Linked DNA regions of Sus scrofa: all the other regions are linked to region 1. A link is a contact called in public Hi-C, HiChIP or PLAC-seq and promoter capture Hi-C data. All regions are on one chromosome and are shown on one strand. The core of a region is the stretch at or near the end of the contact, and the rest is flanking DNA. Distances in the headings are between cores, read along the strand shown.

Region 1 (5,217 bases), core at 961-3,460:
AAGGCAGACAACATGCACAGATGGGGTTTTTCAGGAGAGGAAAACTATAAAAACGTGTCAGATGGAAGTGACAGAAATAAAAACATATCTGGGAGTTCCTGTAGTGGCTCAGTGGAAATGAATCCAACTAGCATGCATGAGGATGTAGGTTCGATCCCTGGCCTCGCTTAGTGGGTCGGGGAGCCCTTGACGTTATTAGCTGTGGTATAGACTGCAGTAGCGGCTTATCTTCAAAACCGCAGAATGTCTGACTCTTTGAATGTTTTATTTTGGTAATTTTAAATGTTTTTCCAGTGACACCTCTTATCAGATGACCATCACCTTGTGGACTGTTAAAATATTTACTGTCAGATGTTTTCAACTGTAAAAAAAAAATCTAATTAAAAAAATTAAAACTGGAGTTTCCATCGTGGCACAGCAGAAACAAATCCGACTAGGAACCATGAGGTTGAAGGTTGGATCCCTGGTCTCATTCAGTGGGTTAAGGATCCAGTGTTACCTTGAGCTGTGATGTAGGTCGCAGACGTGGCTTGGCTCTGGCATTGCCGTGGTTGTGGCGTAGGCCAGTGGCTACAGCTTAGATGTGACCCCTAGCCTGGGAACTGCCATATGTCTCGGGTGTGGCCCTAAAAAGACAAAAAAAAAAACATTTTTTTTAAATTAAAACCTCATTCTATTAGATCAATTGCAAAAGTACCTCAAAAGGTCGACTTAAGGCTTATATGCTTAACAAATAGTAATAAATCCTACTAAGAGAATTACTAAGGAAATTTCAAAAGAATGTGATGGTTTCCACAATCAAATTCTAACCCAAGACTCAATTCATCAGTCAGTATATGTACATAATTTTCCTTAGTGGGCGCTAATCCTTTTCTATTAGAACGGACCTACCACGATATAGTGCAAATTTGGTCTGTAAAGTCCCTCCTGGGCTCAGTCACATTCCTAAATTATTCCACGGATGCACAGTATTCCACCTGCTCTGGGTCAGAAGGGTGAGAACGTGCAGACTGTTCTGTATGTAGCGATTTGTGTCACTTCGGAGTACACCCTGGAGATGAGGTTTCCAAGGTTTTTCAGGCTCTATGGGGACCATGAGACTAACCAAATTCTCTACTGATCACGGAGACGACCCCAGGAGCTGGCTGTCGGAAGCGGGGGACCTCCCTACCAGGAAACCAAGTAGGGATGGTAAGAGGGTGGGACGGGGGTGGCTCAGTACCGGTTTCTTCTCCCGGGGCGCACGCGTAATCGGCCCCCTGTTCCGCCGACACTTCCACAGCCCGCTGCAGCAGGTAGCGCGCCCGCTTGCGCGTCAGGGCATCCTCGGCCCAGGCCAGCCCAGCCTGCACTGTCCTCCAAAACCGCCAGCAGCGCCGGGCGTCTGGGCCCGCCTCGCGTGCCGCCGGGGCACAGTCCACGCCGGGCTCGGGCAGCAGCTTCTCGGCCAAGGCGCTCAGCACCAAGAGCTGTGGCCCTACTAGGCCCGGCCCCAAGGGGGGCCCGGGCGCGACCAGCCCTCCCCACACGGCCCGCAGCGCTGCCCCGCCGCACTGGCCCAGTGCTGGCAACAGTCGCCCGGCCACCAGTGCCACCGCGTCCTCGGAGGGCCCCGCCTCGTCCCCGCCCAGCGCCAGGGCCAGGGCGGCCTGCGCCACCCGCTCCAGCAGCGGCGCGTCCTCGAGGGGCCGCAGGCAGGGCCCCACGGCCGCCAGCACCTCCACGGCGGCCTCGCAGGCCCCCTCGAGGCCGGGTGCAGGTCTCGCGGCGAGCAGGTCACGCAGCGCCTCCTCTGCCAGAGCGGCCGCCAGCTGCGGGCCCCCGGCGAGGCGGGCGCACGAGCGCAGGGCCGCGCCCGCCGCCCTCAGCACGCGCCGGCGCTGGCGGGCCGGGGGGCCGGTGTCCGCGCCGCCCATGAGGCGCCCCGGCAGGCCCCGCAGCAGCGGCACCAGATACCCGGCGGCCACCTCATGCGCCGCCTCCGGGAGCGCGCCCGCGCCGCCGCCGCGTGCTTCCTCGTCCTCGAGCCGCTGCAGAAGAAAGCGCAGCGTCTCCACGCGCTCCGCGGACGCCTCCCCGCGGCACAGCGCCCCAAGCAGAACCCGTGGGTCCCGGCTCTGCGACAGCAACGCATCCGCCAGCACCCACTCCATCTGCCCCGCGCGCCACCAACCCCAGGCGCCGGGAGGAAGGCGCCGGCGTGCGCGAGTGCGTGCGCGTGCGCGGCTGGCCGTGGCGCGCGCCTGCAGGCTGGGAACTTGAGGCCCAGCCTTGGCCCTCCTGGAGCGCTTTGACAGGTTCCACCCTGCCGCCTGAAATCTGATCCTCTTGCCCCCGCCCCTTACTCTTTTCAGAAGCAAAGAGGCTCGGTAAGCGTTAACGTCGTGGCTATATCAACTACATCGATTCCTAATTGGAAGTTGGCCTACATGAGGGCCCTAAATCAGTCAAGCGTGCCTGAGAAATGGGCGGAGGTACATCTGGAAGGTGTGCTCACGATCGCCTAGGAGCTTATTTTCAAAAAGCTGTAGGTGGCCCCACGCACAAAGGGATTGACACGGTGGGTCTGAAATGTGTTCCCGATACCTGCATAAAAAAATAAATAACAGAAACACAAGAATGATTTAGAGGCCCTGATAGGTACTATAGCTATGAGCCAGGATGGGGCAGAAAACAAGATGCCCACACTGGTGCTTGCAGTCAAATGCCCTAGCTGACTAGCACACAGATCTTCACACATGATGCTAGTGCTCCCATTTGCATTCCTCCAAATAGCCCACGTGTCTGTATTTCTGACAGCATCTATTGCTAAATAAAGAAACCAAAAACCTGGTTAGGTTTCTGGTTCAATCCTAGGTGAACTGATGTGGGTGTACTTTGCCTTCCAGCCATATAGATTTCTCCCTTAGTCAATGGAGGAGCTGCAGCCCCAACTTCAAAGAGCTTGATGTGCAACAAATATAATAGATAAGGTGTGATTAAAGTTACTTAAATTTAAGGTTATTTTATGCAATATAAAGTTTTATTTAATTTTTATGTTTTTGACTTTATAATTTAAAGTTATTTAAAGTTATCTAATATCATATATGAAAGTTTTTTCCCATATTTCAATAATTCAGTTTTTCATTGATAGAATATATAAAAGTTTCCATTGTAGGCCAGTTTAGGTTGTGTCAGTAAATATCAGCTGCCTTCAGCATTTAATGTGCCAATAAATATCAGTTTCTTTCAACATATATTCTTCATAAATCTATCAAACAAAAATGGGGAAAATCTTGAGTAGACACTTAACAAATGAAGATACGCAAATATAAGCATCTGAAAAGGTGTTGAGTATAATTAGTCACTAGAGAAATGCAAATTAAGCCCTCAAAGAGATATTGCTTCACACCCATTAGAATGGTTAAAATTTAAAAGATTGTGCAATCAGATTTTGGAGGTTCCTCAAAAAACTAAAAATAGAACTACCATAGATCCAGCAGTCCCACTCCTGGGCATCTATCCAGAGAAAACCATAAATCAAAAAGACACATACACCCCAATGTTCATTGCAGCACTGTTTAAAATAACCAAGACGTGGAAGCAACCTAAATGTCCATCAACAGAAGAATGGATAAAGAAGATGTGGTGCATATATACAATGGGATATTACTCAGCCATAAAAAAGAATGAAATGGTACCATTTGTAGCAACGGAGATGGACCTATAAGCTATCATACTAAGTGAAGTTAGTGAAAGACAAAACATCATATGATATCACTTATATGTTGAATCTAAAAAAAAAGGATACAAATGAACTTTTTTTGCAGGACAGAAACTGGCTCACAGACTTTGAAAAACTTATGGTTACCAAAGGGGACAGGCAGGGGGGAGGGATGGACTAGGGGGTTGGGACTGGCATCTCCACATTGAGGTATATAGAGTGATTGGCCAACCGGGACCTGCTGTACAGCACAGAGAAGTCTACCCAATATTCTGTGATAATCTATGTGGGAAAAGATTCTGAGAGAGAATGGATATGTGCATATACATGACTGGGTCACTTTATTGTACAGCAGAAATTATCACAACCTTGTAAATTAACCATAAAAAGAAAAGATCAAATGGCAAGGACTAAGCAAGTGGAATAATAGGAACTCCCAGACATTACTGGTGGGTGTGTAGATAACATAACCATTTTGGAAAATCTTTTAACAAATTTAAAATATATCTACTTTATGATTCAGCAATTCTATCCCTAATTACTTGCCTAATTATTTTAACATATTCCAACAAAAATGCTTGCACAAGATTGTTTTTGGCAACATTAGTCATTTTAACCAAAAACTTCCTAAAACCTAAATGACCATCAAGAGAAGAATTGATAAACAAATTGTGATCAATTACTATATTGATGCTATTCATCAGTAGGAGAGAATGGATTACTAACCCATGCAACCACTCAGATAAATCTCAAAAATATTTGGTTGAACAAAAGAAGCCAGAGACAGAAAGTTAACATGAGGCAGAATAATAACTCAGGTAGTTAGTGTAGGAGCATGGGCTTCCATGCCTTCTTTGACATGGGTGTTGATTAACATTCGTGGCCTAAGGGCTCCAAGAAGTAACACCCCCACAGGCCTTGTTTACTATAGAGACTGTACCTATGCCCAGATGGACATTAATCCCTAACCCCCTGTGACTCAGTTTACTGGAAGAGAAGGGAAAATAAACCATGAAACTTATAGGACATTTCTACCCCTAAGACCCCTATTGGACAAAGACTGCTATAGGTAATTGAACAAGGCCAGTGGGAGAAAACCACATCTTTCTGGACCCCACATTGGTACCCCCGCCCCATCTTTAAGGGATAAAAACCCCTATAGGACTATAGGGAGCAGGGGCTCTTCTCCCACCTCCCAGTAGCCCTGGAAGCTATTTCCTTTCCTGTAATAATGACTTGGCTTGCTTGCTTGCTGCCTGTGTGTTCGAGAAGTTCATTCTTCAGCTTCGTGAATAAGAACCTGGATTCCGGTAACATCCTTCTGGCATCAAACATACGGAATAATTTCATTTGTGAAATTCAAGAATGGGCAATAGTAGTTTTTGGATAGAAAGGAGAACAATTGTTGTTATGGTGAGTGGAGGTTGACTAAAACATGACACAAGGGAACTATCAGAGGTGATGGAAATATTCTATTTTGTTCGGTTTTTGTTTTGGGTCACACCTGTGACATG
Region 2 (5,217 bases), core at 1,133-3,632, 920 kb after region 1:
CCTAAAAAAAAAAAAAAAAAGCAAAGCAAAACAAAACAAACAAACAAAAAATATATATAATGGAGTATCACTCAGCCTTAAGAAAGAACAAAATTTTGCCATTTGCAGCGACATTGATGGACTTGGAGGACATTATGCTAAGGGAAATAAATTAGACAAATATTGCATGATATCACTTATAAGTGGAATCTAAAAGTTACAACAGACTACTGAACATAACAAATAAGAAGCAGACCCACACATAAAGAGAACAAATTAGTGCTTACCAGTGGGGGGGGGGGCGTATAGGGGTAGGGAATGGGAGGTACTAACTACTGCGTATAAGATGGGCTCAAGGATGTATTTATTGCACAACACAGGGAACATAGCAATATTTTGTAATAACTGTTAATGGAAAGTAACCTTTCAAATTGTCTAAAACATAAAAATTAAATTAAAAAAAATTAAATTAAAAAACATAAAAACTTAAGGAGTTCCTGCCATGGCAGCTGATAGGTGGCAGCTGCAGCTCGGATTCAATCCCTGGGCCAAGGAACTTCCATGTGCCGTGGGTGTGACCATTATAAAAAATAAAAAATCTTAAGAAATTGCCAGGCAGGCCTACTAAGTTTTAAGCTTCAATGTAGGGTTTTGGCTTGTTTATGGACCCTAAAAGATATTTAGGTCATAAATATCCTAAGAATACTCTACAATTAAACTCCAGTGGAGCTCACTCATCATACATAACTGAAAGAAACTAAAGGCGAATCCAACAGATGCTACAGAACATTTTATGGATATGGCACTCTTTCCTCAGCTCCATTTACAAAACCCTATAAACAAAACAAAAAAAATCCTCATCTGTTAACAGGTTAAATGCCCTGTAACACCGCACTTTCATTAAATCATTTAAATAGGGTCTCGATTCTATTCAGGTCACACGAAGAGCCTTTTTTAAAGAGCTCGTGGCTTCTCTAACACAAAGGGATTTTAAGAGATTGTTACCAGAATAAAGAACTCTAATTATAACAATGAGATTGCTTTGAGGACTGCCCGAATTAGTTTCCATACTTCCTAGGCACAGAGCCATCTCAGAATTCAGATATTCAATTCTAATCCTTGAAAATATTGGATAAGAAAACTTTCTAGGGGAGAAGTGGTAAGAACAAATTCCCAAGGTAGTTAAAAAACAAAACGACTATTTCCCCATCTTTAAAACAGCCGTCTAGGCTTTATTATACCTCCTAGGGCAAGCCCTTAAAAAGACAGAAAAGGGCAACCTTCAATGTTCAGAGCGGTGGAATTAGTTAAAAGAAAATCCACTGGGCTGTGGGGCAGAGCATTCTATTTATCAGGCTGGGAAGTGAATATGAACAAAGAGTTCTTTCCCATGAGAAACTAACTTTTGGAGCAAATGGATACAATCGTAGAGGAACTTGCTATTTTCGTGTATAATTCATTAGAAGGCTTTGCAAACCAAACTCTCAGGAATAACTCCATCCGCAGCCATGCCCTATTTCATGGCTAGATTTGTTTAACCGACTTACAACCACAGTTTTCAAAGAATACAAAGCAGAGTACGTTCTTAAAGCAAAGTTGTTCCTTAAAAGCAAACCCCAGCCACCTCTTTAAAAAGGCACAAAAACGTGATCCACGGACCCTAAGACCTCAAAGTCCTGATCCAATAAGACCAACAGCTGCGGGAGGAGCAGAGCCACCTGGGAGCCCGGCCCCGGGCGTTAACAGCTGCCCCTCGGGTTGAAGGACACATGGGGCTCAGCTCCCCGGGCAGGCGGGAAAGGCCTGGGGACAGCCGAAGGACTTGCAGTCGTCCGCACCGGTTTTGTGGTCATCAAGAAAAGCCGGGAGGTGAGAAACGGCGGAGACACGAAGAGAGAAAAGCGCCCTCCAGTTTGCCCGATGTTAACGCCGGGGAGATGAAAAGGGCCATTTGTTTCATCTGGGGACCGCCGGGTCGGCCCGTCCCCCAACCCAGACTCTCGGCCAGGCTCCGTGGAAGAAGCCGGCCGCTCGCCCGCCCGCCCGGCCCCAGGACCTCACCTGCGGGGCCGGCCCCCGAGGCGCGGGCGGGCGGCGGGGAGCGCAGCCGCAGCCAGAGGTGCAGCGCGGCCCCGAGCACACACGGGCACAGCAGCACCAGCCAGTTTCGCATTGGCCGCCCCCGCCGGCTCCACCTCGCGCCCCCACCGCGCGCCGGGCTCTCCCGCGTCCCGGCGGACAGGGAGGGGCCCTGAAAGTAAGGAGGCCGGGGGCAGTGGCCGACTCCCGCGCGACTACTCCGGGAACGCCCGCCCTCGTGCCCGCCGCCGTCTAGGTCTCTCTCGGCTTAGGCTCCTCCGACCGCTGGCGGCTGCGCCTCCGCCGGCCAGAGCCCCGCCCCCTTTCCTGGGCCTTCCCCGGCCCCGCCCACCTTTTCTCTCACTCGCCCCGCCCTCTTCTAGCTTGTCCCCTCCCACTTCCCCTAGCCGGCCGGGAGCTGAAGTCCCGCTCTGAGCTTAAGGAGGAAGTGCCCCCGTGATCCGATGGCTGGGAAACCACATTTCCCACAACCCCACGCACTCGCTTCCGTCACTCGGCGATCGCGTAAGCAAAGCGCGAGGCCTCACACAGAGCATGCGCAGCCCTGCTCCATGTTTACTGCCCCCCGGTGGCGGAGGAGAGGTAGTGCCGGACAACCCAGCGCTCAGGGGCCGCCCCAACCCCGGGAGAGAAATAATAGCTGGGGTGAAGGGCGCCGGTTGCCTAAGATTTAAAGGAGATCTTGAGACAAGACAGTTTTAAATCACGCAGAGCTTCCTTAGGCCGAATGCTAGCCTCGTGTAAGAGATGGGATCTTGCTGGCATCTACTGGGCGCGGAGATCGGGGCGGGGCAGCCCAAATGCCCGTGTCTTCAGCGGTGAATCATCAAGTATTAGTTCTGGTGCTTCGGTACCCGGCTCTAAGAACTCAGGATGAGTAAGACCAAGCCCAAGGGATCAAGCTGTGCAGTACGACAGCGATGGCCGAATGGAAGGTACATTACACGTGCTCAGATTTCAAACTGGCGCTGGAAAGTTGCGAGAAGAACCGGGTGCACTCACACCTGCTATTGGACGTGAGCCGCTAGAAAATGCGGGCTCCGAGGCACCTGTGGGAAGGACCTGCTGCGACCCTCCGGGATACAGTCCTGCCCTGGGCCCCGAGGGCGTCACCCGTTCCGGCCTGCCTGCGGCCAAACGCAAAAGTGTCCTAGTTGAGGAGCCTGAAGATCAGGGTACCGATGTTCAGAAGATGGTGCAGAGGATGAACATGAGGATGAACTATATTGTTGGAAAAACCCTTGGTTGAAAGCCCCAGGAAATCCACTTCAAACAGGCTTAAGGAAAAAAGGGTAATTTATTCAAGTCACTGAACAGTCCAGGAGATGTCTTAGGCACTGTCAGTACCATAGTCTCACTGAGGGGCAATTTAATTTCCTCTATTAAAATTATTTTTGGAGTTCCCTTCAGTGCCTCAGGGAAAGGAATCTGACTAGTATCCATGAGGACGCAGGTTGGATCCTTAGCCTTACTCAGTGGGTTAAGGATCCTGCCTTGCCATGAGCTATGCTGTAGGTGCCAGACTCGGCTTGGAGCTGACGTTGCTGTGGCTATGGCCTAGGCTGGCAGCTACAGCTCCAATTCACCCCTAGGTGGGGAACCTCCATATGCTGCTGCTGCGGCCCTAATAAATAAATAAATAAAATTATTTTTTATTGTTTTGTAATATGGTCTGCACTGTAATTTTAAAATGTTTTAATTGCTGTACAAAAGCTATAAGCGTAAGGATTTTATACTATTTGTACTATTTAAATAAAATAATAAACAATTTAATATGGTGTCAGAAGTAAATTTTTCCCTTTAAAGGAATTTGTATGTTCATTAGTTATCTATTGCTACCCAACAAATTACTCCAAAACTCTTAAAACAACAAGAATCACTTATTGTGCCTCACAATTTCTGAGTCAGGAATTGGGGAGCTACATTCAGGTTCAGGATCTCCCATATAGTTGGAGGCAGATGTCCACTGGGGCTGTGGTCATCAGAAGGCAGGACTAGGCGTCCTCAGTGCCTCACTTCCCCGGCTGGCAAGTTGGGGTTCTCTTTCCGCCTCTCTGAGTTGGTCTCTAAGTGGGTCTCTCCAACAAGCTGCATTAGAGTCCCCACACCATGGTGGCTTGCTTCCCCAGGAACTGGAGACCCAAGAGACTGCTGAGCATAGTGCAAGACCTTTGAGGATGAATCCTTGGAAGACACGCTGTCACTTCAGAGGTGTTCTATTGGTCACACAGACCAGCCCTGATTGACTGTGGTAGGGGCCACACCAGGGCATGAGCCCAGGAGGCAAGGATGGTTGTGGGGTCAATTTGGAAGCTGGCTGCCAGAGTATATCATGCAAATCTGAGAAACACTACTATGTCTAAACAGCTTGGGGGAGTCTTTAGAGCTCCTACACATTCTCCATGGCCCCTGAATACCCTGAAGACAAGAAAAACAAGTTATCATTTTTGTGAGAAATGTGGGATTAGTAGGTTGTTATCATTGTGGCTCCTGGGCAAATGTCACCAAGATCTGTGTGCCCCTTTCTCAGAATATTGTTTACATATTGCAACAGGAAGGAGAATACCTAATGTCTACACATTTCTTGTGAGACATTCTTCTTTGTTTAGAAACTGCTCACCTGCTTTCTGTGTGTCAAAGAAACTCTCAAGAAATTAATAATTGGTTGTCATGAAGGATGTCCTTTGTTTGTTTTGTTTAGTTGGTTTTTATTGTTTTGCTTTATAAGGGCTGCACCTGCAGCATATGGAAATTCCCAGGCTAGGGGTTGAATCAGAGCTGCAGCTGCCAGCCTATACCACAGCCACAGCAACACCAGATCTGATCCGTGTCTGCGACCCACACCACAGCTCACAGCAACGCTGGATTCTTAACCCATTGAGTGAGGCCAGGGATTGAACCCACATCCTCATGGATACAAGTCAGGTTCGTAACCCGCTGAGACACAATGGAAATTCCCGGGATGTCCTGGGTTTTTTTATCCTCAAGAAAGGCAATAAAATCTCTCTTGACATCCTGAAATTTTCTTTTTGTGATTAGAGAATTATAATGAGTTAATCCCCAAGAGGAATAATCCATAATTTAGGCAGATCTATTAATTCAGATACTCATTGAGCACCTATTATGAGCTAGGTATTT
Region 3 (5,217 bases), core at 1,501-4,000, 770 kb after region 1:
GTGCATATAAAATAAGGCATAAGCTCTTAGAGGAGGACACTTTGTTGTTTATTAGCCATTCTGTCCTCAAAATTCCTGCTCACATTCCTGTTTCCTTTTGCTGAAGTACCTCTCCCCAGTTTGTACAGCCAAGGTGCCTTGCCTTCTCATACAGAATCCAAAAAATCTTAGGCGGTTGCTGTACCCTTCTTCTTCCTCATCTTCTGTTTTTTGTTTTTGTTTTTGTTTTGCTTCTTAGGGCCACACTCAGAGCAGATGGAGGTTCCCAGGCTAGGGGGTTGAATCACAGCTACAGCTGCCGGCCTCCGCCACAGCCACAGCAACGTAGGATCCAAGCCACATCTGCGACCTACACCACAGCTCACGGCAATGCCATTTCCTTAACCCACTGAGCAAGGCCAGGGATCGAACCCACAACCTCATGGTTCCTAGTGGGATTTGTTTCTGCTGCGCCACAATAGGAACTCCTGTACTCTTCTTCTCACTGCCCTGCTCCTGTCAAAGGGTACACATGACCTAATCTTAACCAATTAGATTCTGGCTTCAGGGGGATTCTTGAGTAAAGAAAACTGTTGGAGCCAACTCACCTGGTAGGAAATTGACCAAATGACTAAGAGGTACTTGCTGTTTTGGTTCTTTTCTGGTTCTTGTTCTGTCTTGGACCTAAACCTGATGCTTCAACCCCCCTATTATGCTGTAAGCTATCCAGTATCCTTCCAATATATTCCCTTTGTTCTCCAAGACAAAGAAAGAGAAAAACCAGAAAACACAAGGTTAAGAGACTGTATAGAAGTTACCATTTGTGTGAAAAAGAACAGAATAAAAGAAAAATAGTTCCTGTCATGGCGCTGTGGAAATGAAATTGTGGGTTCGATCCCTGGCCTCTCAGTGAGTTAAGGATCCGACGTTGCCGCGAGCTGTGGTGTAGGTCGCAGACGCAGCTTGGATATGCAATTGGTGTGTCTAGGCCAGCAACTGTAGCTCTCATTTGACCCCTAGTCTGGGAACCTCCATTTGCCATGGGTGCCGCCCTAAAAAGCAAAAAAGAAAAAAGAAGAAAGAAAAATACTTGCTTACCTTATCTCTAGGCAGGGAACTGAGGGACAGAGACTGGAAAATAGAACCAGCAAGAGGGGCTTTTCACTGCACACCCATTTACTACTTTTGACTTCTGAAGCCTGGGAATATATTATCTTTTCAAATATGGAAAAATTTTAAAGTCATAAAAGCAATGAACAGAAAATACCAATAAGTGCTAAACAGATAAAGGATGGCTACTTAACATTCAGTGTGCAGGAAAGACCTCTCTGAGGAAGTAGCATTTAAGCTAAGCTCTGAGCAACAAGAAAAGCCATACCAAAATCATGGTGAAGAGCCATCAAAGCAAAAGGACTCCAAAGGTCTTAAGATAGGAAAGCACTTCACCATTGTGTACAAGCTATATAGGGACCAGGTCATGTTGGACTTTGTAAAACCGAGTAAGAACCTAATGTTGCAATCTAAGTGCAGTTGAAAAGCCAATAGAAGTTTCAAAGAAAGGGAGTAACTAGATTTAATTTACCTTTATAAAAGACCATTCTGGCATCTGAGTAGTGGATGGGTTTGTAGACCACAGGAGAGGAGGTCTGGAGGCCCATGAGGAGGGTGTTCGAGTATCCCATGAGAGATGATGGTAGCTACATCACCATGATTTAATTTTAGAACATTTTTGCTTCCTCTAAGAGAAACTCCCATCACTTTAAGCATTCACTCCCCAATTCCCCCATTTTACCCCTGACACTCTAGGCAGCCACAAATCTACTGTCTCTATAGATTGTCTATTTGGGATGTTTCATACAAATGGAATCATACACTCTGTGGCCTTTTGTAACTGGCTCCTTTCCGTAGCATATTATTTTGAAAGTTCATCTATACTGTGTCAGAATTTCAGTTTTTTTAGTCTGAATAATGTCCACTGTATGAAAATACCACATTTTGTTTATCCATTCATTAGTTCATAGTCATTAGGGTTATTCCTACTTTTTTTGGCTATTATGAATAATGTTGCAAATTTTTGTGGGATATGTATTTCCATATCTCTTGAGTAATACTGGGACTGGATGTTTGTGTCCCCCTAAAATGTGTATGTTGAAGCTTCAACCTCTAGGATTTCTGTGTTTGGAGATAGGATCTTTACGGAAGTTATTAAGGTTAAACGAGGACTTAACGGTTGGGAACCTAATCCAATCCTTATAATAGGAGACTCAAGGAGTTGCCTTGTGGCCTAGCAATTAAGGATCCAGCATTGTCACTGCTGTGGCTCAGTTTCAATCCCTGGCCCAGGAGTTCTGCATGCTGTGGGCATGTTCCCTTCCCCACCCCCCAGTCGTGTCTGCGACCTATTACTGCATTTATTTTCATTCTGCCTTATGTTCAGCTAGTAAAAAATTTTTCCTCTAGTGTTTGAGGAATCAACACTACATTATTCTCTGTGACCACCACGTGCTTCTTATGTGGTAGATTCTCAAGAAACATAACGGAATCTCACACAGGACTTGTAATTCGCTTCCGTGATAACAAGTGGAAAATGCGCATTCCTATGGTCGTTCTATCCGCCCGAGTTCCAGGGGAATAGCTCGAGCATCAAGGACCAGAGTTCGAGGAGCGGGGCTGACCAAACCTCTAGCTGCGGAAGTTCTAGCAATTATTTATAGCTGAGCTCTGCGGGTCACTGCTAATACCCCCCCACCACCCCCGGGAACTTCCTGGGGGCGGGACTTCCCGTTTCCCTGAAGAAGCACTTCCGGCCAGAGCCGGAAGCTGTCTGGGGCCGGACGCGTGAGAGGGGCAGTAGCTCGGACGCTCTGGCCAGCTGCGGGCAGGTGAGTTTCGAAGCGTCTGGGGAGCCGAGGGGTTCGAGCGTTCTTAGCTGGCTGGTGACTGGCGCATGAGCCTGTAGTGCTCTTGGTCTTTTCCCCCCTTTTTTTAGAAACTTCCCGGGGGCGTTGCCTGCTCCCTGGGGCTTTGACGGAGCCCAGCCTCGCAGGGGTATATCCGTCGGGGCGAGAGGAATGGGTAGCGCCGCACTGCGCGTCACGAAAAAGCGTTATTGGCTTGTCACTCCGAAAGAGATGAAATTGGTACAGGCTACCTATAACTTGGTGTCTTGTTAGTGCAACAGTCCCGACCTTCCAAACCGTCTAACATTTGAGATGAAAGAGAAATAATGTTAAGTAGCTGGAGAACGGGCTGTCGAAGGGGGTGCTGTAGATTGTGGGTGGATCCAAATGAGGGTGTGACATCCCCTTCCACAAAGAAACGGCAGTCCCCTTGGGAACGTGGGGCTCACAAATGCCAAACTTAGAGAAAGGCAGAACAGAGCTCTCTTTTGTCTGACATTATTATAGTCATGGCCACTATCATTTGATATTTGTCTCAACTTTTTTCATCTTTTTAGTTTTAACCTTTTTGTATGCTTTTATGTATATAGCATATTGCTGGGAATTTTTTTTTTTTTTAAATCCACGTGCACAGTCTCTGCCTTTGGACTATAAGGCTTATTGTATTTATATTCACTGTTGTTACTGAGATATTTGTTCAGACCAGAACCTTTGGAGTCATCCTTGACGCATAGCTTTCACATCGCAGGTGTAATCTATCAGCAAATCTAAGGACTCTGCCTTCACTTTTTATCCAGACTCCCAATCCCTTCTCACCACTTTCACTTATCCACATCACAGCCATCTCTGACCTGGATTTCTGCAATAGCTACCTAACTAGTCTTTTTTCAGTCTTTCCATCCCATCTAGAGTGATTCGCCTTAAAAAGAATTAGATTATCTCCCTACTCTCAACAAAATCCTCCAAGTACTACCCCCATTTCACTCAAATTAAAAGCCAAATTCTAGGGCGTCCCTATTGTTGCTCAGTGGGTTATGAACCCGACTAGTATCCATGAGGATGCAGATTTGATCCCTGGCATTGCTCATTGGGTTAAAGGGCATACGTGGCTTGGATCCCAAGTGGCTGTGGCCATTAGCTGCAGCTTGGATTAGACCTCTAGCAGGTGTGGCCCTAAAAAAAAAAAAAAAAAAGGCCAAATTCTAGGAGTGCCTGTTGTGGTGCAGTAGGTTAAGAACCTGACTGCTCGGGTCCACCCTGAGCCCAGTGGTTCAAGGATTCAGTGTTGTCACAGCTGCAGCTCGAGTTCATTCTCTGGCCCAGGAAATTTCACGTGCCACAGGCTCAGCCAAAAAAAAAAAAAAAGCCAAATTCATTAAGAGTGTCCCTCAGGATTCTGTGGTGTGATCCAGCTCTTGCTTTACCTCCGATCTCCTTTCTGGCTCTTCTTCTCGTTGCTCTACTCTGTTGCCCCAGTCACATCCTAACCACAGGATATTTATTCTTGTGGTTCCTTTGTGGAAATGCTCTTCCCCTATATGTCTACATGGTTTAATCCCTGACCTCCCTCTTTTTTTTTTTTTTTCTTTTTTCTTTTTAGGGCCAAACCTGTGGCATGTGGAAGTTCCCAGGCCAGGGAGTTGAATCAGAGCTGCAGCTGCCGGCCTATGTGACAGCTGCAGCAACACCAAATCTGAGCTGCAGTTCAAAGCAACACTGGATCCTTAAACCACTGAACGAGGCCAGGGATCGGACCTGTGTCCTCTAGGAGACTATGTTGGGTCCTTAACCTGCTGAGCCGCAATGGGAACTCCTCCCTCATTTTTTTTCTTTTTTGAATATTACCTTTTCAGTGAGGCCTTTCCTGACATTTCCATTGTATTCACTACCCTTGTGCTTATTACCATATGACCTGCCATGTGATTTCATTTCTCTGGTTTATTAATGTTTACCCCATTAGGATAGAAGCATTGGAGTTCCCATTGTGGCACAGTGGAAACAAAGCCAACTGGGAACCATGAAGTTGTGGGTTCAATCCCTGGCCTCGATCAGTGGGTTAAGGATCCAGTGTTGCTGTGAGCTGTGGTGTAGGTTGCAGATGTGACTCAGATCTGATGTTGCTGTGGTGTAACCCGGCAGCTGTGGCTCCAATTGGGCCCCAAGCCTGGAAACTGCCATATGCTGCAGGTGCAGCCCTGAAAAGCCAAAAAAAAAAAAAAAAAAAAGGATAGAAGTGTCATGAGGGGCTGATATTTCTCTGTTTTGTTTATAGCTGTATCCTTAGTGCCTAAAACAGGATCTGGTTTTTAGTAGGCGCTCCGTAATATAATTGTTGAAT
Region 4 (5,217 bases), core at 1,960-4,459, 580 kb after region 1:
AATGCAAACCAAAAATACAATGAGGTACCATTTCACACCAGTCAGAATGGCCATCATTGGTAAGTCTACAAATAACAACTGCTGGAGAGGGTGTGGAGAAAAGGGAACCCTCCTACCTTGGTGGGAATGTAGACTGGTACAACCACTATGGAAATGAGTATGGAAGTATCTCAGAAAACTAAATATAGAACTACCATATGACCCAGCAATCCCACTCCTGGGCATACATCCAGACAGAACTTTCATTGAAAAAGGTACATGTACCCCTATGTTCATTGCAGCACTATTCGCAATAGCCAAGACATGGAAACAACCTAAATGTCCAATGAGAGATGAATGGATAAGAAGGTGTGGTACATAAACACAATGGAATACTATTGAGCCACAAAAAATAATAATGTCATTTGCAGCAACATGGATGGAACTAGAGACTCACATACTAAGTGAAGAAAGTCAGAAAGAGAAACACAAATGCCATATGACATCACTTATACCTGGAATCTAATATGTGGCACAAATGAACCTTTCCAGAGAAAAGAAACAAACTCATGGACATGGAGAACAGACTGGTGGTTGCCAAGAGGGACGGAGTGGGAGGGACTGGGAGCTTGGGGTTTGTAGATGCAAACGATTGCACCTGCAGTAAATAAGCAATGAGATCCTGCAAAAAGTGTGTGTGTGTGTGTGTGTGTGTGTGTGTGTGTGTGTGTGTGTGTGTGTGTGTGTGTGTGTGTGTGTGTGTGTGTGTAACTGTGTCACTTTGCTGTACAGCAGAAAATGACAGACCATTGTAAATCAATTATAATAAAATTTTAGGAAAAAAAAACCAAACACAACAAACAACCAGAATGCAAGTAAACGCAAGGAAGAGAAAAATTGATCAAAAAAGGAAGCGAGCATCAAGCATAGACACTACTGTGAACAGTGTTTTGTTCTGTTGAATTTCCTTTTTTTTTTTTTTTTTCCTCTTTTTCAGGGCCACACCACCCACAGCATATGGAATTTCTCAGGATAGAAGCTGAATCAGAGCTGTATCTGCCAGCCTACACCACTGCCACAGCAGCTCAGGATCCAAGCCTCATCTGTGACTGACTACAGTTCAAGGCAACACCAGATCCCTAACCCACTGAGTGAGGCCAGGGATCGAACCCACATCCTCATGGATACTAGTCCAGTTCATTAATGCTGAGCCACGACGGGAACTCCGAATTTCTTTTTTAAAGGTGAGAATCTTGAGGAGTTCCTTGGTGGTTTAAGTGGGTCAAGGATTCCATGTTGTGGCTTGGGTCACTGCTGTAGCGCCGAGGGCTCGATTCCTGGCCCGGGAACTTCCACATGCCATGCTACAGGTGTAGCCTAAATAAATAAATTAATTAATTAATTAAAGATGAAAATCCTGGGCAGACAGATCAAATATACAAAAGAAACAAATATATATCCATGGATATGGATATACATATATATATATATATCTATATCTGAGGGCATAATCCCTAGAGTCAGAAGAGGTATGTGGTATATACAAACAGCACAGGAGACTAATCTTGGATGAGGAGGAAGACATCCTTTTCTGAAAGGAAATTGAGGATGTGCACAGCTGCATTAACTAAGAGGATCAAAAATAGTAGTTCGCAACTATTAGGGGTTAATAGGAAACAAGATCACCTGCCAAGAGAGAGCAGAAATATAAGGGGCTTGAAGAGCAGTGGCCAGATAGACTGAAGAAAGTTAACTAGGAACCTGTAATGGTACTGCTATTTGGATCTCAATTTAAATAAACTGTTAAAAAAAAAAAAAAGTTAAGCTAAAAGGGGAAATTTAATCTTTGATTAAGTTTAAGAAAATCAAACTCATTTTTTATATACATGCTGAAATGTTCACAGATGAAACATAAGTCTTAGGTTTGCTTCCAAATAATGAAGGGGATATAAAAAGGGTAAAGAAAAAACAAGATTGGGCAAATATTAACTGCTGATGCTGGGTACATGAGGTTGTTTATCCTTTTCAACTTTTTTTTTTTTTTTTTTTTTTTTCCTTTTAGGGCCGTACCCACAGCATACAGAAGTTCACAGGCTAGGGCTCTAATCCCAGCGGTAGCCGCCGGCCTACGCCACAGCCACAGCCACGCCAGATCCGAGCCGTGCCTGCGACCTACACCACAGCTCACAGCAACGCCGGATCCTTAACTCACTGAGCAAGGCCAGGGATTGAACCCTCAACCTCATAGTTCCTAGTTAGATTCGTTAACCACTGCGCCACAACAGGAACTCCTGGGAACTCCCTCCTTTTCAACTTTTAAATATGTATGAGACTTTTTATAATAGAAAAAAATTTAAATTAGAACTATGAAGTGACCAAAAAAAATGAATATTGCAGGTGTAAGAATCTCAGTATCTTCACCATCTAATTTCTTTAGCATCAACTAAGAATTTTACCAACCTGTTTGCCAACTTTTTGTCTGCATCAGAAAGTTTCTTCTTCACTTTCACTGTTTTTGCAGGTTCTTGTAAAAGTGGTCTTTGAATTTGGGATGAACGTGCTTCCTCCTCATCCTGTTTCCTTTTTTTGGTGGTCTCCTTTCAAAAGGTTGAAGTTACGTTTCAGACCTCATCCTTTAATAATTCAGTGGTCTTTCTAAATCAGTATTTTTTTTCTCTCCCACAATAAAAGGTTACTTAATTCTCTCTTCCCCATTTTAGAAAGCATGCTCAGTAAGGTAGCTGCTTGCTTTAAAGTTGTTCTAATGGCCTTTCCGAGTGGAACCCAGTGACTTACTTTAGGCAGAGGCACGTACAGGGGTTGAAGCTGAGGCTCCAAAGAGCTGAAGAGGGAAGCCAGCCGGCCGGCGCTGCCTCCGGAGGGCCTCTTGCCTTGGGATAAACTGTTGGCGACTTGTCCAATCAGATAGCCTCCGGCCAGATTCCCACGACTGCCGCCGTCCACGTTCTCTCTAGACACGGACGCCAGAGACTCAGCGACCCTACGCCACGCCCCACTGCCTCGCGCCCCGACTCCCGAACGCACGCTCCTGCCTAGGCAGACTAGCCACGCGCCACTCACCCCTCCTGCGCGCTCTGCTTTTTCTTCCGCTTGTTCTTCCCTTCCGGCGCCATTCTTACCCGAAAGCTCCCAGACCGCTGCAACAGGCTAGGCCGCACTTCCGGGTCCCTGCCCCTGCGCACTCGGAGCCACGCCCCTTCCGCCCCGGAGTCTCTGTGCGGGCGCTGGGGCGGAGACAGCGGGTGAGGGGGCGGAGATAATGCGTGGGGGCGGAGATAGCGGGAGGACTGGGGCGTGGCTTCTGCCTAACCCTAACTCAAGGGTTAGGGTTAGGGTAGTTTGTACCTCGCTGATTGAGGGGGACCTAGTCTTAGGAGGTTAGGAAGACTTCCCAGAGTAGTTGGGGCTTGAAGTATGACAATCATTCATGTTGGGAGTGGGGTGTCAACCCAAGCCGAGGGAGAAAACATGAAAAATCTGAGTTAAGAGGAGGGAGAGAAGTTTGTCAGGAAATGAGGTTACAGCGAAGTATGTCACACACCATCAACTGGTGAATCCACGTGAAGATACATGGGACTCCTTCATACTACTCTTGCAGCCTTTCTAAAATTTGACATGATTTTGGAGTTTCGGTTGTGGCTCAGAAGATTAAGAATCAGACTAGTATCCATGAGGATGCAGGTTTGATCCCTGGCCTTGCTCAGTGAGTTAAGGATCCATCATTACTCTGAGCTGTAGTGTAGGTTGCAGATGCGGTTCAGATCCGCCTTGCTATGGCAGTAGGCCGGCAGCTGCAGCTCGGAGTTGACCCCTAGCCTGGGAACTTACGTATGCCTCAGGTTCGGCCCTGAGGGGCAAAATAAATGAATAAATAAATTTTGACATTATTTCAAATAAAGTTAAAAACAAATCTTCGGAGAGCACAGCTCTAACTGCTCTGTGCTTATTTTACCTAGAAAAGAAGATGGATGGCTTTTAAAACTATATTGTTTTTTCAGCCTATCTTCCCAGACTCTTCTCCCTCCAAGGCCCCAAAGCCTGCCTTTACCACAGTCTCGTTGTTCCTTCACCTTGCCATTCCTTCTTATTCTTGCTATTCTTTCCCCCACAATCATCCTCCTCTTTACCCCTCGTTTTCACCTGCAAAACTGTACCCATCCTTCAAGGCCCAGCTCACAGGAAAATTTCTCTTTTTAACACTAGAGCTGTAATGGTCTCTCTAGATGTAAATGGATGTCTAATTCATCCTGTATTCTGTATCCCTATTCACCGTACTTAGCGAATATGTGGTAAATTGACTTTTTTGGCTGCACCCCAGGGCACCTGGAAGTTCCTGTGCCAGGGATTGAACTCTTGCCACAGCACCTACCAGAGCCAATAGCAGTGATGCCGGATTCTTAACCTGCTGAGCCCAAGAATACTCCCAACTCTGACTTTTAAGTAAAAAAGGTAAATATTAGATTTTCATTAGATAAATCATTGAGTAGTTTTGGTGGTAAGATAGGATTTGACTTTGAATCCTTGGGAGCAGACTTGTTATTTTTGGAGAGCTGCTTAACAGAAGTCACTGGGAATATATGTGACATTTTAGGGTCCACATCAGACACCGTGATGAGGAAAAAAAAAAAAAAAAAGAAGCAGTTTATTCAATTGCTTGGCCCTGGGTTTGAGTGCCTTATTTTGGATTTCTATAACTGTGACCATGTGGTATCTCACAAACATGAGAAAAACCCAACAGTCCCTATCTGCATGTATCCTATACTGTCCAATGAAGACAGTCTTTCAGAATGTCTTATCCCATTCCTTCCGGACTCTCCCTAACTTTAATCCAAGAATCACTTCCTCTCTGGACCACTGCCACCTCATTGAATCTGGCCCTCCAGACTCTGGGCAAACTAGCCTACCCATTCCATTTCCAAATGAATCTCACTTAAGTGCTAATTTAAGGTTTGCATCTCCTCTATGTCACCATCACATCAGAATTCATGTTTCTTGTACCCTCTACACTGCCCTCTTTTTTTTTGTCTGTCTTTTCTAGGGCCACACTTACGGCATATGGAGTTTCCCAGGCTAGGGGTCGAATTGGAGCTGTAGCCACTGGCCTACACCAAAGCCACAGCAACCCAAGATCTGAGCCGCATCTGCAACCTACACCACAGCTCAAAACAACGCCGGATCCTTAACCCACTGAGCAAGGCCAGGGATCGAACCTGAAAC
Region 5 (5,217 bases), core at 775-3,274, 560 kb after region 1:
GGAGCCGGTTGCCCAAGGTTACTCAGCTACTAATTCAAGCCTGACCACTTAAATCATTAGGCTACTGTCAAACCTAGAAGAAAAACTGATGGGTTGAAGACGATAGAACATAATCCCTGAAAATAAGATTTCTCAATTTTAGAAATGATTTCTTCAATCAAAAATCAGTTTTCTCAAAATTGTCAACAGCAGGATTGCAGTGTTTCCATTCTTCAAAGAGCTCTACATCCAAGCCACCCCCACCTAATCCTTGAAGGTACAGGAAAACGATCTAAGTTCTAATAAGTACACATACAGCCAGCATTTATAGGGCCTCTCTTACGTCAGGAATGGTGGTGGGAACCTAAAACATCTTAATCTTCACAAAACCAACTGGAGACATTACCTGACTTTGCAAACTAAGAAAATTAAGACTCAGCCCAAGATCACACTGCTAATTTGTGACTAACCTGGGCCTGGAAACTCAGTGTCTGAATCCACAACAGCATTATTTCCATTAGTCTACCTAGCCATACCTCTATGCCGCTTTCTTCCTGAGACACAAAGGGAGCTAAAATCAGATACATTGTAAATGGTGTAAGATCAGTACTTTCCAGTACGGTAGTCACTAGCCACGTGACACTCTATAATTCGTGAAATGACTTACTATAGCTTAATTGCTATCACTTAAATAGGATAATCACATCTTTACACTTTCTGGGCTTCAATAACTTAATCATAATTTCAGAAAATATTTTGAATGAGCAACCTAGTTAAAAATGTATTTCTTGGGAGTTGCCATTGTGGCGCAGCAGAAACGAATCCGACTAATATTCATGAGGATGGGGTTCGATTCCTGGCCTCGCTCAGTGGGTTAAGGACCCGGAGTTGCCCTTAGCTGCGGTGTAGGTCGCAGACGCGGCTCGGATCCCACGTTGCCGAGGCGTAGGATGGCAGCCGTAGCTCCAATTCAACGCTTAGCCTGGGAGCTTCCATATGCTACCAGTACGGCGCTAAAAGGCAACAACAAAAACGAACAAAGTATTTCTTATTGCAACAAATGTGCTCTTCTATTGTTGCAAACGAGTATACCCCAGAAGTTAAAGACCATAAAGGTTTTGGTGACAAGGTTTCCATCCAGCAAACCTCTTAAAACATGTCGCAGGTATGAAATAGGACTGAGCCACGTGAGAAGCGCAGGCCTTTGGACTCCCCTGCAATTTCTGTAGCATTCACTCATATCTTGGAAGCCTTTAGAGCGAAGCTACCAAGAGGGTTTAAGAATGCAATCTTATCGTTGAGAACAATACTGTTCTGGCTATGCGGATTTCGTCTCAAGCCACGAATTCGCAAAATGCAAAAAAATACTTTCGAGGGAGAAATAAAGGTTTATAAAAATAAATGGCAAAACGAGCCCCAACCTCCACGCTATATTATACAATCGCGTTTGCACTTACACAGAGAAAGTGGGGAAAACGAAATGGGAAAAATCGTCCCTCCAAAATGGAGGGAATCGTACAGCGAGGAGCCGGGGGCAGCCCTGGGAGGACGCAGACAGCGCCATCACCTTCTGGCTCGTTTGCCCGCGGTCCTAGGCCGGGCCGCACCACGCGGCTGCCCAGCACGCGGCGACCCGACGCGCCCAGGCGGCCCGGCGAGGGTGCAGGAGGGTTGGGCCACGCCAGGGTCCAAGGGAGGCGGAGGGAGGCCGCAGGCCCCGGGGACAGGGCAGCCACTCACGTTCTCGCAGCCTGTTCTTGAAGTTGGGGTCACTTCGTCTCTTGCGGTCGAAGTAAATGCAGTACCCGATGAAAAGGGCCCCGCACACGCCGGCGGCAATGGCGCTGTTCCGGCCCACCATCTTCTCCCCACGGAGCAGCGGCGGCTGCGGCGGGAGAACTGCGAAGTACCCGTTGGCCGCAAAACCTTAGAGCAGACTCCGCTGACCGGGCCTGACGCCCGCCGCAAGGGACGCGGAAAGGCGGGGCTTATGTCACTTCCGGCCCCTGTCGCCGAGACCCTCGGGTCTGTCCAAGGCAGTGCCTGAGCCGAGGCGCCCGCGCCGCCTCTGCGCTTGCGCAGAGGTTTGAGCACAATGGCCGAAACAGCTACCACCGCTGTTCGCGTAGGTGTTGGGATTTTGCTGGAGACCATGCTTTTCCTTAACAGCCGCCTGAGCATGATGTAAGGGTGTTGGCACGTGGCCGTCGTGCGCACACTACAGAGACTTTTTATAGGCTATCACATTCTTTCTTGAATTTAACTGAATTTGCTTTTCAAGTTCAGTCACAATCCGTTGTGCGCCAAGCACCGTAAGTGATTCGATTTAACAAGAATGTTACAGTCTCAAGAGTGAAAGAAAACTAAACGGAGCAATTCCTGGAAAAAATGTTACGGGGAAAAAGAGTTTGAAGGAAAAAGAAAACGTATAGTTGTCATAGCCACTGAAAACACTGTGTATCTGTGTTTTAAGTTTCAAAAGACACCCTTGGAGTGGTAGGAATGTTTGTTACTCATAGTGGGTCCTGACCATTTATGCTGAGGAGATGGTTCGTAATGGGAGCTGGCCAGATCAGACAGATCAACTATTTGGCTAGAGGACTTTGATCCAAGTGATATCAGCCCTACCTAAGGGGAGAAGAGGGGAAGGAAGCTGGAGATTGGGTTCAACTTCATGCACGTGAGCTTCCCAGTTTGGCAATGCTCTGTGCAAGTTACGCATCAGTGTGCCATATGCCAGGAGGTGAGGTGTTCTGTCTCGATGGGGAGGGAATAGAAGCTTTGCACGTGGGATCCTCCCAGACCTTTTCCCATGTCTCATCTTCCCATTTGTCCGGTTTGATTCGTATACTTTTGCTGTCATTAAAGTGTAATGATAAGAATAGAATGTTTTTGTTGTTTTTTTGGCCGCTCCGCGGCATATACTGTTCCCAGTCCAGGAATCAGATCCCAGCTGTAGTTGTAGTTGTAGCTGTAGCTGCAGCAATATGGGACCCTTAACCCACTGTGCCAGGCGGTGGCTCCAACCTGTGTCTCAGTACTCCCAAGATGCCACTGATCCTGTTGAGCCACATTGGAAGCTCCAAGAATAGTATGTTCTTGAGTTCTGTGACTCCTTACAGTGAATTATTGAAACTGAGGGGCTGGTAGAAACCTCCAAATTAGTAGCAACTGGTCAGAAGAGTGACCTGAAGACAACACCCTCCTCCCTCCCCAAGTTAGTGTTGGCGTATGAGCATAGTCTTGTAGGGGACTGTCCCCTTAACCTAATAAGTTTGGCTCGACTCAGGTGGCTGGTATCAGAAGTTATTGCAAGGGTACTTATGGAAACATTTAGCTTCAGGTCCTAACCTAGTCCAAGAGCCTGGGAAAGCCCTTCTGCCTGAGTGGTATGGAACCTGAGATCCCATGGAAACAGAAAATTAGATCAAAGATTCATGAGCATTGCTTGGACTGGGATGAGATGTGAAGGTGCATATGCGTCGTGAGAAAATGATTGAGAAGGTTTCAAACAACAGCACAAAAAGCTTTTCCTTATGTCCTGCACACACATGTTGATTCTTCCTACCCTAAAAAGTGAAGCTCAGGAAGGTATGTCCTGAGCCTCTGCTGTGTTGGAACAGAAGACCTGCAAGGTCACACAGATGCCATGAGGCTTAGAACTCAACTCCTAGAAATTTGAGTAGACCATGAAGCTATTAGATTATTTGTCTGAATAAACAACATGCTACTTATCTCTATTCCTGTGTTGTGCAGAAGAAATGCCACGTAAATGCTGAGGTCACTGTGATGAGACACAACAGACCAGAAAACATGTTTCTACAAGGCACAGTTAGAGCAACACCTGTACCTTTGAATCTCAGCCATTCTGCATTTTTTAATAATTTTTTTTTACACTTGTGAAATACCTATAGATTCCTGAAAGAAAAACAGCTCGGAAATCCCTGAGGCATGTTGTTTGTGAGTGGAATTTGTGGGCTGAGGAATGAAATTAGTGGTTCATCACCAGAGTTTTAAAATAGAATAAAAAGTATCAGCCAGCAACACGTGTAGTAAGGACCAGTACTGACGTGGGAAACTTGTGTGTCAGTTAAATACACCCATGTCTGCACTGGTCCCAGTGTAAAATTAAAACTGTTGCAGATTATCATCAAAAAAGTGTGAAACTACTTATCTAGTCCAAGGCCCTTATTTAACCAAGCAAGATATTTAGATAAAGAGACAGAGAGTCTTGTCCAAAATCATGCATGCACAGCCACACAGCTGGGTCAACAATCAGATATCCTAACACCCCAGTCCAGGGCTCTTTACGTGAAAACCTAAACACCAAAACCCTATGTTAAGGACTTTAAAATTACATAAATTTTATGTGTTATAAAGCATACACAATAAAATATAATATGCACTATAAATATACGGTAAAATTATAGTCCATGTTTATAGAGGTAATCTATAGTAAGGCATCCTTATGTAAATTTAACTGGAAATACATGCAAAAATATTCAAGAACTATCAAGTGTTAAATATTTACTGAATCCTATAATGAAAAACAAGGTTCTAAGCACCTTAGAGGATACTAAGCATAAAATATCCAGTCCTTGGATAAAGGACAATGCAGTACTTTCTGCAGAGCAACATTTAAAAAACCCATTAGGTTTTCCTTGTGCTATGCCCAAAAGACAGGATTTTCAAAATAATCAGTAGTAACCCACTGTCCCCCAATTTCCCTACTCACTTAGGTAATATGATGCATGTATCACAGATTCTGGGTGCCTCAGATCAACTCCCCTGGTTTATGCTCACCCCTCCCTCCTGGATACAGACCAAGCTTGGCAAGATTTGTGGGAAGGATTCCAGCCATAATACAAGGTTAAGTCCCAAGAGAATGTAATGGTATTTTTCCCCCTTGTGGAACTTTATATTTTATGACTGAATTATATTTTATCAGAAAAATGTTCTTTATTTTTTTATTTTTCATTTGTTTTTGTCTTTTCTAGGGCTGCACCTGCAGCATATGGAGGTACCCAGGCTAGGGGTCTAACTGGAGCTGTAGCCACTGGCCTATGCCACAGCCACGGCAATGTGGGACCTGAGCCACGTCTGCGACCTACACCACAGCTCACAGCATCACCGGATCCTTAACCCACTGAGTGAGGCCAGGGATTGAACCTGCAACCTCATGTTTCCTAGTTGGATTCGTCAACCATTGAGCCATAACAGGAACTCCATATTCCCTTT
Region 6 (5,217 bases), core at 1,184-3,683, 510 kb after region 1:
TGAATGGGTGAACCCAAAACTCCAACCCTAAAGGAGGAAAGAAGGCGCAAGAGATGCGCAGCCACCCCAGCATCCCGGCTCCGCCCTTGCTCCAAGGTTCTGTGCCACCCGGGCAGGGCGTGGGCCCCTGGGGAGCAGATGGGGGCCGGCACTCTTGTTCGCTTGTGATAGATGGACACAAGGAGAACTGTGCTTTATCCCGAAGGCAGCCTGGCATCAGACCCGGCGGTCCAACCCATAACGTCCCTGCTGGGCTCCAGGCTTAAATCAGTGATCTGGTTTTTCAGAGCAATGGTCCCGATCCTGGTGTCCTCACGAGGGGTTTAGGGGCCTCAGGCTCAAGGTTTAGTGGCCAGGCTGCTGAGAAAGCCCCCCCCCCACCGCACACACACACACACGTCCTGGCTTCCCCTGCTCTGAGACCACAAGGTGGCTTCTGTGACAGAGGGACTGAGGAAAAGCAAGAGGGGCAGAAGGAGACACAAAAGATGGGGACCGTGTGAAGCTGGAGCCCTTCCCGCTGCCTCACCTCACTGAAGGCTCATCTGGGGTTTTGTCTTTTATTCCACTTTTACGCACAAGTCTCTGTAAGCGCTATTGCCTCCCTGGCCTTGCCTTCACTGCCAGCACTGCTGGGGAAGCTCAGGGTCCTGCCCTCGAAGGCTCCCAGCCCGGCACAGTCCAGCTGCCTATGGCACAGAGGTACCCACCCCAGACTCTGCAGCTCCTCCAAGGAGATGTGAGGGCACTGGGCAGTCCTGGCCTCAGCCAACCAGGCCCTTCTCTTTGCCTCCTTATTTCTTCTTTCTTTTTTTTTTCTCTTTAGAACTGCACCCATGGCATATGGAGGTTCCCAGGCTAGGGGTCGAATCGGAGCTGTAGCCACCAGCCTACACCACAGCCACAGCAACATGGGATCTGAGCCACGTCTGCAACCTACACCGCAGTTCAGGGCAATGCCGGATCCTTAACCCACTGAGCGAGGCCAGGGATCAAACCCACATTCTCATGGATCCTAGTCGGGTTCATTACCACTGAGCCACAACAGGAACTCCCTGCCTCCTGATTTCTGGTTCTGCTGGGTGGACGTGTATGAGAAAAGTGACTCCAGTCCCTTCTAAGAGAAAGAAAAGCGGTGCACTGGTGTGGGGGCATTGTGTCCCTGAGTCACACAGAGCCAACGCTGAAAAGCCTCATTTCCTCTGATAGGTGGCCCTTGGGAGCGGTGACAGAACTTGGGCCCGAGGGGGCCAGGACTGCCTTATGGGCACGACTGTTAACACACAGCACAGAAGACCTGAGAAGCGGAGACAGGCTGCCTCCCACCAGCCCTGCTCTCCAAAAAGCCACTTGGCTCCAACGTCTCATGACTTGTTCTTAGAGTTACATTTTAACTGACAAAGTTTAACAACAACTGTGACTTATGGCCTTCTAAAATTGGCAGCAGAAAAATGAACTGAGGAAGTAATGGAAAAAAACCACAAGTGAAGCCACTCTGTATTATGCACAATTTCTGTTATGGTTTTTTTTCCTTTCCAGGCGTGTGTGTGTGTGTGTGTGTGTGTGTGTGTGTGTGTGTGTGTTTTCGAATGGTAGAAAATATTTTCCAGATACGCCGCCCTGGCGTTCCCAAGCACATATTTATGCCAAATTTATAAGAAGCAGCTGCAGACAAGGTTGACTGAGAGGATTGCTCTGCTGTCTGGCTTCCAGAAGGTGCTTCTGCTCCTCATTCTGTCACCAGGGCACAGACTTACCTCCTAAAACTCTCTAACCTTCTGCATCGTTCCCCCAGCAGGAAGACAAACCCACGGCACAGCATGACCTGGAGGGATGTGGGGCCTCGCCCTTCTCAGCATCCACATCACACTTTTGATCTGCAAGGTGCTTTAGTGACCAGTACTTTATCATTTTTATTCATTGGAACTCCTCCTGCAGACGCAGGAAGTGTTCCAAGGCGCCTTTCTCGAATCCCTGGATGGCTTGGAAGGTAGGGTTGTTGGAGTCCCATCAACATCATCGGGTTCTGAACTGCTTGGAGCAGATGGTGGAGCCGCAGTGGGTGAGCCTGTGTCAAAGTGCCTGCATCTCCGAGACTCTCCAACCTCCTCCCCTCGCCCCTCCATGGCTCTGCCTGCTGCTGCCTGGTCAGGAGCTCCAGCCTCCTGACCGAGCAGAGACGTCGCCCAGGGACGCTGCCCCCCTGCACCCAACGCCAAGCTCTCCCTGGCCTGGGGCGGGGCCTCACGCCTCCCCCCACCCCACCACGGCCTTAATGAGGATGAGAATAACCTGCTCCGTGGCTTTCCTGGGGGTGACTAATGGGTTAATCCGGGGAAGGCCCTTTGAAGATGAAAAGCCTGATGTAACTCAAGGGTTGAAGGCAGGCACCTGCCCCAGCCTGGGCCTGAGTCAGCAGAGTGACCTCCTGCCTGCAGGCGGGCTGGGCGAGCTGGCCCAGTCCCCATTCAAAGTCAGGGTTGGCCAACCCCGTGCGTGTGTGGTGTGTGTGTGTGTGTGTGTGTGTGTGTGTGTGTGTTGTGTGGGCCTCTGGGAGGTTGGGAACTGTGTCTCCTGGGCGTTTGAGTGGTTGAATAAACCTTCAAATGGCTCTGCCAAGAGGGCAGCACACATCCTCATCCTAGAGAATATCAGTTAAGACAGTATTTCCTGGCCATTGTTAGGGGAAAATGCTTTCCTTTTTATTTTCTTTTTCTTTTTTTCTTTTTTCGGACCGCACCTGCAGCACATGGAAGTTTCTGGGCTAGGGGTTGAATCAGAGCTTTGGCGGCCGGCCTATGCCACAGCTACAACAACTCAGGATTGGAGCCACATCTGTGACCTACACCACAGCTCACAGCAATGCCAGATCTTTAACCCACTGATGGAGGCCAAGGATTGAACCTGCATCCTCATGGATACTAACCGGTTCTTAACCCACTGAGCCACAATGGGAGCTCCCAGGAAAATGCTTTTCTCACAGGGCATTCCTCCCAAGAGGTGCCGTTTTTCTCCTGCCTTTGGAAGAAGGAGCTGCGGCAGTGGTGGGCAGCCTGGGGAATCTGAGGTCGGGGTGTAAGGGAGGCGGGCGGCTGTGCTTTCAGCTCTCCAGCTCCTGATGTTCTAGTCTGCCCTGCATTCACATCTCCCAAGCAGAGAAAGAGGCAGCCAGAGCTGAAAACCAGAGGCCAAAAGCAGCGGATGAAGCGAGTGTCGTCCAGGACCACGCCCCCTCCCACCCTTGACCCGGTACAGGGGGATTTGACGCAGCGGCAGCTGGGAAGCCAAGAACAGAAAGCCTTTAAGCCACGCAAACTGATGCCAAGATTCCGCCACCCGGGAGCCCGTTTCCTGCGCTCTGCACATTCCTCCCTTCCCCCCCCCCGCCCCCACCTCCAGTGACCCCTCTCCACGCAGCCTCCTTGCACGCAGCACTGGTTTCTTCTTTCTTCTGGAACACAAGTCATGCGGCCAGAAGGAATGCAGGCACTTCTGCTTTCTCTCTTAGGTCCCCATTTCCTTAGAAGTTTTTCACTGCCCTTTCTCCTCCCATAATTTGCCCCGAACCCTAGAGGCCCCCACAACACACAGAATGATAAAGATACGAAAATAGGATGCAAGGATTGGCAGCATGAAGGCAGGAAAGAGGGCAGAGGGGGCCACTAATCTTTTTGCACGCAGCCAGGAATGGACGGGGTGGGGGGCATAGCCCCTGGAACAGGCTATGAAAGGATTCCGTTCTGTTCTGTTTGGAAGGAGATGGGTGGAAATGACAGTTTGGAGAGGATTAGAACGGGGAAAACGGTTTCAGGGGAAGCAGCCTCTTTTCTCCAGTTCTAACAGTGCCATCTAGTGGCCATGCGAGCAGGTGCAAGGCAGAGTCTCTGGACAGCCCCAGCTGACCCCGCGAGGGGAGGCATCCTGGCTTTGCAAAGGGCGCCCTGTTGATTGACAGCGGCCGGCCTCTCCCGGCAGCCAAATACGTCTCCCTGGAAGGGTCTACAAAAAACTGGGGAAGATAGTGCCTCAAGTAAACCCATAATAATGCCAACGGAGGAGTTTACACTGTTGCACAACTGAATTGGCGGCGTCTTGGGGGCGTTGGGACGCAGGTTCCATCCCCGGCCCGGCACAGTGGGTTAGAGATCTGACAGTGTCTCAGCTGCGGCTTAGGTCGAAACTGTGGCTCAGATGTGATCCCTGGCCCGGAACTCCATATGCCACAGGAGGGCCAAAAGGAAAAAAAAAAGAAAAAGAAATGTATTTTGGAGTTCCCATTGTGGCTCGACAGATTAAGAACGCAACACACAGTGTCCATGAGGATGCGAGTTCAATCCCTAGGCTCGCTCAGTGGGTTAAGGATCCACGTTGTGGTGAGCTGTGATGTAGGTGGCAGATGTGGCTTGGACGCCATGTTGCTGTGGCTGTGGCATAGGTTGGTGGCTACAGCTCCTGTTCAACCCCTAGCCTGGGACCTTTCACGTGCTGCAGGTGTGGCCCTAAAAAGAAAAAGAAAAGAAATCATTTCACCTTGGAACTCCACAAGTGGTTCTTTTTTTTTTTTTTTTTTTTTTTTTGCTTTTTGCTTTTTTAGGGATACACATGTGGTATATAGAAGTTCCCAGGCTAGGGTTCAAATCAGAGCTGCAAAAATCCCTTCAGTACGAACTTACAGCTCGTAGAATTTGAAGAAATCATAATTTTAAGTGGGTATTTCCTAAATTAAACCTTACATTAGAGAAGTTCTGTGCCTTACTCCACAACAGACCAAGAAGTCACAGGTTGTCTTTGAGAAAAGGCTTTCAAGGCATATGTGCATTTGTCAAACTCAGGGTTGCAACCTAATGGGGGACCCTGAAATCAATTCAGTGGATGGAAAACCACATTTTAGATTTTTTCTTTTGTTTTTTACATATTTTTATTTATTTATTTATTTAATTTGCTTTTTAGGGCTGCACCTGTGCAATATGGAGGTTCCCAGGCTAGGAGTCCAATTGGAGCTGCAGCTGCCATCCTACACCACAGCTCACAGCAATGCCAGATCCTTAACCCACTGAGCAAGACCAGGAATTGAACCTACATCCTCGTGGTTCCTAGTCAGCTTTATTTCCACTGTGCCACGACAAGAACTCCTAGATTTTTTAAAAATCATTATTGAAATATAGTTGATTTACAATGTTATGTTAGTTTCAGGTGTACAGCAGTGATTCAGACTAT

What was found. Promoter capture Hi-C pulls out the DNA fragments that hold promoters and counts their contacts. A called contact is a pair of places that touch in the nucleus more often than the background predicts. HiChIP or PLAC-seq counts read pairs in DNA pulled down with a chosen protein or histone mark.
Region 2: a promoter capture Hi-C map of liver shows a contact between it and region 1, with 5 times the contacts expected there. The contact joins the promoter of B3GALNT2 here to the promoter of TARBP1 in region 1. A contact is called at or near these places in 3 of 5 promoter capture datasets (fetal liver, fetal skeletal muscle and liver), 1 of 47 Hi-C or Micro-C datasets (embryonic fibroblasts) and 1 of 2 datasets of contacts at active chromatin or transcription factors (skeletal muscle).
Region 3: a contact with region 1 is called in a Hi-C map of embryonic fibroblasts, with 3 times the contacts expected there. The contact joins the promoter of TBCE here to the promoter of TARBP1 in region 1. A contact is called at or near these places in 1 of 5 promoter capture datasets (fetal liver), 1 of 47 Hi-C or Micro-C datasets (embryonic fibroblasts) and 1 of 2 datasets of contacts at active chromatin or transcription factors (skeletal muscle).
Region 4: an H3K27ac HiChIP or PLAC-seq map of alveolar macrophages shows a contact between it and region 1. The contact joins the promoter of RBM34 here to the promoter of TARBP1 in region 1. A contact is called at or near these places in 1 of 5 promoter capture datasets (liver) and 1 of 2 datasets of contacts at active chromatin or transcription factors (alveolar macrophages).
Region 5: a contact with region 1 is called in a promoter capture Hi-C map of fetal skeletal muscle, with 6 times the contacts expected there. The contact joins the promoter of TOMM20 here to the promoter of TARBP1 in region 1. A contact is called at or near these places in 4 of 5 promoter capture datasets (fetal liver, fetal skeletal muscle, liver and 1 more), 1 of 47 Hi-C or Micro-C datasets (embryonic fibroblasts) and 2 of 2 datasets of contacts at active chromatin or transcription factors (alveolar macrophages and skeletal muscle).
Region 6: a promoter capture Hi-C map of liver shows a contact between it and region 1, with 13 times the contacts expected there. The contact joins the enhancer-like site here to the promoter of TARBP1 in region 1. A contact is called at or near these places in 3 of 5 promoter capture datasets (fetal liver, fetal skeletal muscle and liver), 13 of 47 Hi-C or Micro-C datasets (adipose tissue, blood, embryonic fibroblasts and 8 more) and 2 of 2 datasets of contacts at active chromatin or transcription factors (alveolar macrophages and skeletal muscle).

What each region holds. Positions count from the first base shown.
Region 1 is chr14:56,666,558-56,671,774 of Sscrofa11.1, reverse strand. It overlaps TARBP1 (probable methyltransferase TARBP1), which reads right to left and starts at 2,210. Exons shown (of 30, transcript XM_005670967.3): 1 at 1,223-2,210. The coding sequence starts at 2,153.
Region 2 is chr14:55,746,574-55,751,790 of Sscrofa11.1, reverse strand. B3GALNT2 (UDP-GalNAc:beta-1,3-N-acetylgalactosaminyltransferase 2) reads right to left here and starts at 2,382. Exons shown (of 12, transcript XM_021074398.1): 1 at 2,041-2,382. The coding sequence starts at 2,152.
Region 3 is chr14:55,898,748-55,903,964 of Sscrofa11.1, reverse strand. It overlaps TBCE (tubulin-specific chaperone E), which reads left to right and starts at 2,750. Exons shown (of 17, transcript XR_002338966.1): 1 at 2,750-2,861.
Region 4 is chr14:56,085,677-56,090,893 of Sscrofa11.1, reverse strand. It overlaps RBM34 (RNA-binding protein 34), which reads right to left and starts at 3,209. Exons shown (of 10, transcript XM_021074093.1): 1 at 3,061-3,209; 2 at 2,776-2,950; 3 at 2,440-2,576. The coding sequence starts at 3,113.
Region 5 is chr14:56,109,894-56,115,110 of Sscrofa11.1, reverse strand. TOMM20 (mitochondrial import receptor subunit TOM20 homolog) reads right to left here and starts at 2,024. Exons shown (of 5, transcript XM_001926935.6): 1 at 1,720-2,024. The coding sequence starts at 1,840.
Region 6 is chr14:56,152,452-56,157,668 of Sscrofa11.1, reverse strand. No RefSeq gene overlaps it. Among named protein-coding and RNA genes, the nearest start is that of TOMM20, 42 kb to the right of the region's middle. Within about 2 kb of position 2,433, at least 54 of the 83 cell types and tissues checked have an H3K27ac peak or open chromatin away from gene starts, as enhancers often do. A contact at or near this core is called in adipose tissue, alveolar macrophages, fetal liver and 7 more, where this site is marked.